Linked DNA regions of Gasterosteus aculeatus: region 2 is linked to region 1. Evidence: chromatin contacts called from public Hi-C data. All regions are on one chromosome and are shown on one strand. The core of a region is the stretch at or near the end of the contact, and the rest is flanking DNA. Distances in the headings are between cores, read along the strand shown.

The links. A called contact is a pair of places that touch in the nucleus more often than the background predicts.
Region 2: a contact with region 1 is called in a Hi-C map of skeletal muscle, with 2.1 times the contacts expected there. The contact joins two enhancer-like sites. A contact is called at or near these places in 3 of 6 Hi-C or Micro-C datasets (liver, skeletal muscle and whole body).

Annotation. Positions count from the first base shown.
Region 1 is chr6:8,572,711-8,578,223 of fGasAcu3.hap1.1, forward strand. No RefSeq gene overlaps it. Among protein-coding and RNA genes, the nearest start is that of ly6pge, 10 kb to the left of the region's middle. Within about 2 kb of position 1,756, at least 1 of the 9 cell types and tissues checked has open chromatin away from gene starts, as enhancers often do.
Region 2 is chr6:8,656,097-8,661,883 of fGasAcu3.hap1.1, forward strand. It overlaps unc5b (unc-5 netrin receptor B), which reads left to right. Exons shown (of 17, transcript XM_078104128.1): 2 at 5,116-5,346; 3 at 5,601-5,744. Among protein-coding and RNA genes, the nearest start is that of slc29a3, 18 kb to the right of the region's middle. Within about 2 kb of position 1,380, at least 1 of the 9 cell types and tissues checked has open chromatin away from gene starts, as enhancers often do.

The DNA of each region.
Region 1 (5,513 bases), core at 506-3,005:
TCTCCTGAGAAGACAGCGTTTGCACCATTTCGGTCTCAACTATAGCTGTGATAGAGGCTGTCTATTTTTGCTCCCCCCCCCTCCTCCCACAGGATGAACAAACGATCAGGATTAGATAGAGAAAGGGCTCCAATGACGAGCTTTTTGTAGAGTTATCACAGTTCTGCAAATTCTGTGCATCTCAGAGGAGACATGCATTCACATGCACAGGCACTTGGTTTTTAATTGGGAGAAATGCGAGCATAACAAGTTGTTATGACAAGAACACGGAGGGTCAACAAATATCACGCAGAACCGAGGAGAGGGAAGCGGCTTCACTGAGTTGGGACGCTTTACTGCGTTGAATGAGTGCAGAGGGGAAAGGAGGATAACAAAAGAGAGAGGGAAGCAGACCTTCGAGCCAAAACCAAATCACATCAGTAACCGCTGCGCCCCGGGGTGAGGGCAGGCTCAGTCAACCGTATCATGCAACTGGGATAATTAGTTTTCGAAAGGAATATCAACTGATATAATTGAGCATTCTCCGCTAATGAAGATCTTCTGTGTTGTCACTGGCGAGGCGCTAATTGATGGGAGAGGGACGGGGGGGAGGGAGGGGGGTGAAGCGCCGTGCAGGATATGATGGTGGAAGTGCTGCCCGCGCTGGGAAAGAAGCATTTTTTTTCCCCAAGTTTGTTGATTTCTGTTTTACAGGTTTTTTACTTTGTAGTTACTTTGTAGCCTCACTTTGTAGTGTGCGTGTGTGTGTGTGTGTGTGTGTGTGTGTGTGTGTGTGCGCGTGTGTGTGTGTGTGTGTGTGTGTGTGTGTGTGTGTGTGTGTGTGTGTGTGTGTGTGTGTGTGTGTGTGCGCGTGTGTGTGTGTGTGTGTGTGTGTGTGTGTGTGTGTGTGTGTGTGGGGCTCGTTCGCGGCCATATGCTGTGTTCATAAAGGTTTGCTGCGACGTGAAGGGAAAGTCCACAGGAAGGGGGTGGAGGGGGTGGAGGGTGTGGAGAGGGTGGAGAGGGTGGAGGGGGGGTTTAGGGGTGGCACAGGTCGTGTTGGGTTTTTCGATCGAGGGGGGAGGATTTGTTGAGGGAGGGCTGAGAGGAGGGGTCGTGTTGAGGGAATAATAGGAAGGCAAATTGGTTTTGACAAGTTTGGGGAGCTGGAAGTAATTCGGCCCTTTTTAAAGGGGAGATGAGGGAATATCCAGCAAAGCTATGAGATAATCAGGGGTACCATTCAGCCGCGGGGTGAGGCGAGGGGCTGGGGCACGGGGCCTGCGGGTGACCCCCGAAGGGCCCGAGGAGCGCCGTTAGCTCTCAGTTGCAAGGCAGTGAAAGTTGTGTTAAAGCTTTTAACAGTTTCTGTCATTTTGATCAATATGATAAGCCTCCATAACCTCCTGGCATCAACCTTCTTAGAAACAGTCTTCATAGGACTCAAGATATTTGCATTTATTATATTTATCTGCACATCATGAATAAATCAAATAAAGACCAGCCTGCCAAACAAATAGTGCTTTTCATGAAGATGTTCAAGTCGTCCTCGTTAACTCACAGACCGACAGGCAGGCAGACAGATGGAGACAAAGTAAAGTAGACGCGCACAGCAACGAACACACACACACACACACACACACACACACACACACACACACACACACACACACACAGATCAACTATTCCCTGTCAATCATGTCCAGTAACAGGCAGGAGGCTGCACAGACTGCTCGCAGCAGCCAGCAAGGAGACACAGCGGCGCAGGGGCTCCAGCTAAGGTGTTTGAACACAAACAGAGGATTAACAGAGTTCCGGGCACAAAGGTGACGGTAAATAAAACACCAAACAGGCCCGCGGGTCCAAACACAAACATGACTGTACGCGCATTTCTAATCAATGTTGGTGGGTAATCAAAGCCGCGGTTCAGCTTCCTGCTGTCGGTTTGCCGGAGCTGATTCATAACGGAGAGGTGAAAAAACGTGCATCCAGTGAAGACGGTGCGTTTTTAAAGAGGGGAAACCGTGCTTTCTCCGGTGAGAAGGGAAAGGAAAGAGGATGATTTGTTGGGCCGAAATTGGAAATTCCTCATGGTGTCAACGTGGAAGCAAAGGGTTGAGATAAAGTCAAATATTCTCCCCACGGCTGCTGACTGCTGCTGTCCTGCATGGCTTGATCTCTCTTTTCAGATAGCGTCGCATTTATACAGCAAGAGAAGCACACTAACACGCGTCTGATGCCTCCACCCTTCAAACCCTTCGTGTATGGTTCAGAATGCACGATTCAGAATTTGCTGCCTGTAAAAACACAAACGTGCATAACATTAATCGCCCCCACACGCCCTCAGAGCGATGATGTCAGAGATTTTCATTTAAATAAGTGTGTGCGAAGTCACTACCGCTGACTGGGTTAGCAAAATGGTGTTCATGGCTGTTCAGGAACAGGGGGCCTGTGCTGAATTCCTGAGAAGAATCCCATTTAGTGCTCAATTATTGACACTTTCTCTATCACCCCTCAATGGCTGTTCCGCCAGAGATTGTAGGCAGAGGCTAATTCAAGTGGCTTCTGTGTGAAGGGAGCGTGATGTCTTCTTTCTGGTCTCTGTTAGCAATGCAAGAAAATGGTAACTGTGACAAAATTAAATAAACAAAGACCAAGATCATTGCAGACGTGAAAAGAACAAACCAAGAGAAAGAATAAAAGTCTTTTATTATAGCCTATCTGGATCCCCCAGATTCATGAGCTTCACGGGATTCAGACAGTTTAAAGTGAGAAACGCATAACCAAGTATTAAAAAAAGTACCTCATTCATTTGCAAAAGGCCCAAACAGGTCAAAACAAAAGCAGGGAGCTTCATCTCTGAAATTATATTTTGTCTCAAGCTACTCCTCACTTTCAGTGCAGCGGCCTCCTCCTCCGTGTTTTCCATGTGACTTCGTATCCCTTCACATTAGTGCAGTCCGCCGCAAAGTAGCTGCAAGAATCAGCACGCGGTCAACTGTGGCGAGGGGCAAAAAAAAGAAGGGAAGAAAGAGAAAATATGTAAGGCCTTGCTCCCTCTGTCAGCTTTCACCTCCTTTCCCTCCTTGTTCTTGTTTTCACAGCCCTTAATCCTGGCGGCTCCAACGCGGAGCGGTCACAGGTTTTGACAGCGGACTGTAATGACCTAAGCTGTTCTCGGCGGGGGGCCGGGGAGGGATGTTTGGGGTGGGTGGTTGAGGAGGGATTAAGGAATGTTTAATGAAAGGGTTACTTGCCGTTTGTTTTAAGGTGTAGTGCAGTTTTCTCCACTCGGCCCCCAGGAGCTGAGCATGTCGCAGACAATAGGCTGAAAAGCTGTTTGGAAACGGTTCTGTTCCGGCAACGCTCTCAATGAATGAAACACTCCGACAGAGGGTTCATAATTCATGTTTAATGACGTGCTGGTCATTATTTGGTTGCACAAAATGTAACCAGGGGACCTGCTGTGGGCGATTTTGTGGGTCGACAGGTCGCAGCGGACTGCAACGCAGATCGGGGCTGGTACGTTAAAAAAAATGGGTTGAACAAGAACAAGTTCTGCTGGAATTTAAACAGTTCACTGAGCCTTGCTGTTTTTTGACAAAATCTCGTGGAATATGAACAACCTGCTTATTTTCTATGCTTCAAACCAATAGCAGAAATTAATTTACGGACACGCATTTTTTATCTCCCAAATTGGCTTTTTCAGCCTTTAATAAATTACCATTTCAGTATTTGCCTTTGTGGTTTCATTTGATTTTTCACAGTCATCTAGTAACAAAACCTGTTGTTGAGAGTTAAAGGTTTTAAGACAATCCAACTTGCATGCCTGTATGTCATCACAAAACAATATTAGATGTTACCCGTAATTTCATGTATTTTCTCTCACAACACAATATATTGAGTCTGCTAGACTTATGTGACTTCTATCTTTGTCACATGCCCGCCGAAGGGTGCAAAAGTTTTATTGTAAGCTCAGTCGAAACGCAGGAGTTAATTACTTAGCAACCTCAACTGCAATCCAATGTTCTACTAATGGTAATACTGTTAGTGTAGCCTGATCTGTATCTGCAGCTTTGCATAAATACTGGGTTTGAACAGAATCAAGGACAAAACGTTGCCGCTGTGACGCTCTCCGTGCTTTTGAAAAAAGCTTCACCTCCGTCACACTTCAATCAGTGATGTGACAGCAGGTCAGCTGTAATTGCAACACACTTGCTGAGATGTGGCAAGAGCACGTTTTAAATCTGCAGAGGGCATTGCAGCCGCAGCTTTGTGCACGGTGGGATTTAACCATTTGACTTTTGAATGACTTACTAAGAAAATGTGTCTCTCCCACTAGTTGCAGGTGTCTGATGTTTTGTAAACTGCAAACTGGAGGTGGCAGAAAAATCGCATGGCACAATGTTCAAGTGGCACGAAATGTATCCAATAACACATTTTAAGACCTAATTCAGGAAAGCACTTCCCAATCACTACTACATTTTAGAGCTGCTCAGTCAATATTTCTATTCCATCAGTGGCTCACATCAATATATAAAATTCCGAAGGAGCCGTAGTGGTAGTGAGCAACATTGAGAAGTGAACGCCTGCCTCAGAAGTTCGGCCACCTGCATGCTCCCTTTGTGCATTGAATAGAAATACGAAAGGTGGCATCAGAACTCAATCAAATCATATTGTTTAATTTCCAAATAGCCCTGTTCAGATAATTATTTTTTTTAATTGAACAAAGTCACTTAGCCTCAATTGGGGCCATAACATATTATATTTTGTGTTAATTTACATTTTTATAACATAAACTTGAAAAAAAAACACCTAATTAAGGTGTCAAATGTGTTGGGCACTAAGCTTTGAATTAAATGTCACTGCATTCCTGACAAGCAGCTTTAGCTGGGAGCAAACGATTTGCGTGCCTTTTTAAAACGAGTGCTCTTGTATGATGCACTGATTTGAAATTTGGCTGCAGAATGAACAGTTTCAGAGATGTTGATAGATGCTGGCAATCAGGAGGCACTCGTAATCACCGGGGAATGTTTCGGTTCAGTCATGTTTTAGCACTCACGCTATCAAACACAAGTGACTATCAGGCCTATGAAGCAAAACAATCTGCCACTATCCATTTTAGTCCATTCTGGGTTTTATACCAAAAGTTGGCAACCCTATAGACAAATTACGCAGCAAAAAAAACGCCATCAGCAGCCATTGTGTGTGACAGGGAGCGACTGCAAAGAAAACTGCCCGGGCAGCAAGAAAACGGAGCTGCTGCCCGCTGCAGGCGCGCTCAGCGGCAACTGGGTCTGTTACAGAAGTCTCTCTCCACTCTGCTACCAGGACGAGTACCAGGCTGTGGGGTCATGGCTTTATATTGCTGTCAGACAGCCCTTTGCATACTGCTGCCCAAATGGGTGGTGCTGATCTACTGCGGGCAAACAAACTATACGTTCAATAAAATACAAAATCCTAAAAAATATTCTTGCAAGACTTTTCAGGTATATCGCCCAATAAAAGAATTGATAGTACAAAACTTTAGATCG
Region 2 (5,787 bases), core at 130-2,629, 83 kb after region 1:
TAACATGTTTACGTGTGCGTGTGTGTGTGTGTGTGAGATTAAGTGTCATTAAAACCAACCACCAAGGGCTTACAGGAGAGACAAGGTGAGTCCTTTAAGAAACAGGGGTCCACCCACCTTGGAGCTAAGAGTGTGTGATGCTACACCACCTCTAAGCAGATCTGTAGATGATGTGTCGGGAACCCCAGCAGTTGCTGCGGGGGCACACGTGTGTGTGTGTGTGTGTGTGTGTGTTATCATGCGGTCATGCTTGCTCACTCTACTCCTGCCACCCGGACATGGCGGATGGACGAGCGAAGCATTTCCGTCACTCTGCATTTCCGTCACCTGCTCGCTCTTCTCCCTCTGACAACCTGCTTTCCAGCCTCCTGTGTCACCTTCCTCCCTGTCTCTCTGTCCTACACAAACACACACACACACACAGACACACACACACACACACACACACACACAAATACACTTTTTCTATTCTTTCTCTGTTCTTCCATCTTTCTTACTTATGGGCATTTGCTTGAACTTGCGCCTTGATCCACGTATATGTATATCTATGTATATTGGGTTATGTATTCACAAAGTATTAATTTCCAAACCACTTCCAAGGCTGTTTGCTAGCTAATTACCCTTTTAATTAACAATGCATTCTGCTGGGTAGATTCTTTTGAACTGCTGCAGTGGTTCTTCAAGAAGAAGCTCAAATGTGTAACCAGCTGTAAATAAGTTCATAGAAATCTTTGGGTTCGTCTAATACATCTTGGACCTGTTTCTGTGCAAGACACACAAAATCAAACCGACAATGTAATTTTTGTCAGTCTCTCAAAACGACAAGTAAACCAATTTCTAAAATAGCACCCCTTTCTTTTGATTTTCAAAAGAAAAGAACACCTCGTCATTTTACTTGATAGAGGAAGAAAAACATAAAAAGCCACATGCGGAGACAGAATGTAAGAATCAAGGAGGACCTGACGGGGAATGTGTGTGCCTGACTGTTTGGGACGTGAAGTCAGTTAGTCAAGAGTCACCATGGTGAGTCCACAATGAAACAGGCTGCCGAGCCGCGTGGTGCACATATTGGTGGCGGCATCAAAATAGCCAAACAAGAACTTTCAAAGCCTACGCGTGGAGCGGTTTTATGAGCGCGCACAGCCAGTTGGATATGTGTGACTCTTAGCGGGACGTCAACTTCTGCTTCCTGCCTCTTTTTGGCTCCCAGCAACCGTGATGAAATGAACATAATGCCTAGTGAGTCAACCACCCCCCCCCCCCCCCCTACACACACACACACACACCTCACTCCAAAAGGCTGGTTATGCAGTGAGTGTTTGAACGAGCGTGTTCGGTCAGATGGGTTAACGGCATGACTTCTCACACCTCGTCTGCCTTTGTTGATGTGAGAAGCGAAGCACACACACACACATAGACACACACACAGAGACTGTCACTGCCACTCACACAACGTTCGTCCAAATCCAGACTCCACCATTCCTCACCATCACTGTCCTTCCTGATGTATTTTTTTTTCTCCATCTCCATCCTCCTTTGGCCAGTAGTTTTCAGGCGTATGAGCATGAGGTCAGTCTGAATATCAATCACTCAATCTAATTGTCCTTTAAGGAAGGCAAAGGAGAGACTGTCTCCCCCCCCCATCCATCTCTGTCTCTTTCGACCTGCCTCTGCGTGCCATGTGTGACTTTACCTTAGGGCTTCCTTGCAAGAATGATGATGATGGGGTTGATTGGGTGAGAATGATGGATGGAACATAATGTCTGCTGATCACTCTATTTATTGGCCTTGTTTCCTCCGTCACCAGCAGTGTGATCATATTCGAGTGTCTGTCCTCACAGCTGTTTGTCCTTAATGGGCTCGGCGGACCGGTTGGGCCTCATAGCTGCGGGCTGCAGGCTTTCTGGTGTGTGTTTGTTAAAGTCATTTTAAGTCTAGTGGTGCTTCGAACCCAGCAGGATGGAGTCAGGGGACGGCCCTGAATAAGAGCACTCCTATGTCAGACACCCAACTGAAAAGCAGAACGGATGTGTTTGTGACCTCGAACAAAAAAAAAAAAAAAAAATCCCGATCTTGCCAAACACACAATGAGCCAATGTCTTTTATAGTGTTTTTCTGTTGTTCGGCTGCTTCAAAGTGTTCTTCTCCCGATGCTTTATTCTCTCTTGATCTCTTTTCCCCCCCACTGAGTGCTGTGTTGAGATAGAAAGGGCACTGGAGGGGGACAGTAATGACTAACTCTGTAAAGGTAATGATAAAGTACTGACACTTTGGGTTCCACTTTGGCTAGAGGCGCTGGGGCTAAGGAAATTACAGTCGTCCGTGTGTGTGTGTGTTGTGTGTCTGTGTGAGAGAATGAGAGACAAGAGAACAGAGGGTGGAGAAAACATTTTTTGACGTCAAGTTGGACAAAGATAGACACCGTGATTCATTGTCCTTGCCGGTTATTATGGGAGTCCAGCGTCTTCATCGTCTCCACTTCTTTGGCCAGCCTTCCTGTTTGCCCGTGTTTTTTCCCCCCTCCACCCGTCCTCTCTCCCACGCGGCCGTGCCTTCGAGCGTGGCCTCGCGCCGCCACTGTCGGTGCGACTCTCCGTGACGTTGGATCCTCATCCCTGCGCTTAGTCACCGGAGGAGGCTGCACCTTCAGCTGCTCGAGTGCAGCGTGAATGCATACGGCTGGGTAGGAATGCACTGTATAAGCACAGGCTGTCATCTGGTGTCTGTGTCTATGCGTGCGTGTGTTCCTGCGATCTGGTGCTTTTCGGAAAGTAATACCCAGAAGCCCGTGTTTGCTTTCTGGCTGTCTGCTGTCTGTCATTAGAGTAATAAAAGACTTGCTGTGATGCACGGCGAGGAGTTCTTGTCTTCCTCCATTCCGCGCAAATTGCCGGCTGCTGAGCTCTGATGGATGTTTGTATGCTGGCCCCAAAACACAGGTTCCACTTTAACCCCCCCCCCCCCCAGCTCCATTATCCCAAAGAGAGACAGGGAGGAGGGGGGGGGGGGGTCTGTCTCCCTGACTCCTCCTCAGTCATACAAAAGTGTTTTAATTAAACTTTGGCTCAGTGCAGATCCTAGAACACACACACACGCTGCTCTCCTCCCCTCCTGTCTCCGTCTGAACCACTGTCTCTCCATGTTTGTCTGTCTCTGCTGCCATTATTCCTCTGCCTTCCTTCCTCTTCCCCCCCCCGTGACAGAAGAGTGACAGGCTGTGTTTTTCAGCCGATGTTTGAAGAGCGAACGATCAATGCCGGACAAAGGGAAAGAGCGGGGGTGAGAGGTGGGGAGGGGCAACACAATTGGTTATTGACTGTGAATTCAAAGTCTGAAATACTGGAGGCGACAGCTTAGTAAGAGCAGACAAGGAGATTTAAGGGGAGAACAGAGAGAAGGAGTGTGGGAGTCACACGGCGCTTTATGTGTTCACGGATAAGTATCACTCTGAGATGTGTTCATTTTCATCGTACACATTTGTTTTATCTTTAGCTGTTTAGTGTGAACACCTCCCAGGGTGTAACCTGTAGGAACAGTGTGTTCGGTGTGTTTCTTTGTTTTCCTTGTGCATGTTGACAGTGTTTTTAGTTTTTCCACAATTCAAATGTGAGTTTGTGATATAAAGTGTTTGGTGATATTTTAATGAGGCATGTCTCATTCTTAGTCAGCTTGTGGACTCTTTAAGTGGTAAAACGCCATCTCTGAAAAACACGGTCTCTAGTGGTTATATTATATCCTGACTCGTTCATATTACCACGTTTACCAGTTATCAGGTTTTTTAAACTTACCACTTACCCACCCGCCCCCAGAATCAGCCAATCCTATCCTACTATACAGCGCTGGGGTCTCGGTGGAGTAAAAGCTGCAGTGGTGAGAGTTCAGTTCGGGCTGACCGGTGAAGGAACGGAGGTCTATGTTTGCCAGAGAGACAGATGGAGAGCGATGAAGGATGACGGGTCCATCCTGTGCAGCTTCACCTTCTTTCGTCCGGCCCTGTTGTGGTGGAGACGGTTGAGGTCAAAAGTTGGTCTTGTTTGTTCTTTCTGAACACGGTACAGCCTCTTGAATCCAACAACTTTGGTTTGAATAATGCCCCAACTTTCCCTGGCGCTTACTTACACGTAAAGTACGTTCCTATTTGCTTTCCCCTAATGTCTCACAGTCTGTCGAGGGGAGACAGCGGGGTGAGCGCGGGGAGGCGCTTCTAAGAATAGGAGATGGTATCTTTCTAAGTAGTTTCTCTTGTTCCCTGGTTGTGGAATAACTGATCAGGTTGATACATTTTTGAAAAGTGCAAACTGCAAACTGTCTGCATCAAGTGTCAGTGTATGAAAAACCAGCCACACTTCTTTCTGTATCATCTGAATATGGAGGATACGATTTTTTAAAACCACAGCACCACAAGTTTGAGAGTCTGTGAGGAAAACTGGGCTGAACATCACGACACCTTCGGGGCCTCTACTGATGAAAGCTAGTAGGCAATGAGGCGGCAGCATTGATAAACTGCCTGGGATCTACCTATGATTGAAGTATTGCGTCAGAGTGAAAAGGTTAGAAATGCTGTGTCCCTCCTGCAAGGAGAAGCTCTTGGCACCATTGCCAAGAGGACTTTGTCACATTGAGAATGTCGGGGAATGTGCGAATAACAGGACCGGTCCGTGGGAGGTCAGCCGCCCTCCTCTCCAGCTCCAGAGCAGGACGCCTGCATCGACCACATAACTGGCAATAACAAGGAGGCAAAGAATGTCACCATGTCCTTCCATTTACAGTGCAAACTGTCCACACCTTAAATGTCGTCTTGAAATACACCAACATTGTTTCCTTCATGTGTACCAGGAAGCAGTGCTGACCGATTTGCTGTCAAAAGTTGGATTGAGACGCGGTGTCATACACACATATTCTCCCTTTCGGGTGTTTGGTAGTTTATTAATCCCCGAGGGATACATTTGTAATTTAGTTTATTTCTTACCTCTCCAACAGTTGGGTCACGGCAAAGGGTCAGCTGCTGAGCGATGAGGTGCTGCGCTGCAGTTTGCCTGCAGCAGACAGACTCTATAAGTCAGGTTTCCCATCGAGGGGCATTTAAATCAGTTTTGTGTTTCCGTGCGTTTCCAGAGAGCAGCGACTACAGCGAGGCAGAGGTTCTCCCCGACTCCTTCCCGTCAGCACCAGCGGAGCCTCTCCCAGAATTCCTGCTGGAACCGGAGGACGCTTTCATCGTAAAGAACCGGCCCGTCCAGCTGCGGTGCCGCGCGTCGCCCGCCACCCAGATCTACTTCAAATGTAACGGAGAATGGGTCAATCAAAACGATCACGTCACCAGAGAGAGCCTGGACCAGGTCACGGGTAATTCAAACGCAGACACACACACACACACAGAAGTGTACTTTAAATACAACGACACAAATACCAACACGGTAATGTCACCTTGTATTTCACAGACATAAACATCATACTACATAGTCCACTAGTTCCCACAGGACTTTATGGGCACATTAACTGCATTAGGCCTGCAGCCAGCGCGTTCTTTATATGCCCCACTAATATCTGTCTCTGTCTATAATGTCTCTCTCCCTCTCCGTCTCTTTATCTCTGCTCAGGGCTGGTGGTGCGAGAGGTGGACATCTCGGTGTCGAGGACTCAGGTGGAGGAGCTGTTTGGGTTGGAGGACTACTGGTGCCAGTGTGTGGCCTGGAGCTCGGCCGGGACCACCAAGAGCAACCGGGCCTACGTTCGCATTGCATGTCAGTGCTAAAGCTGTGTGTGTGTGTGTGTGTGTGTGTGTGT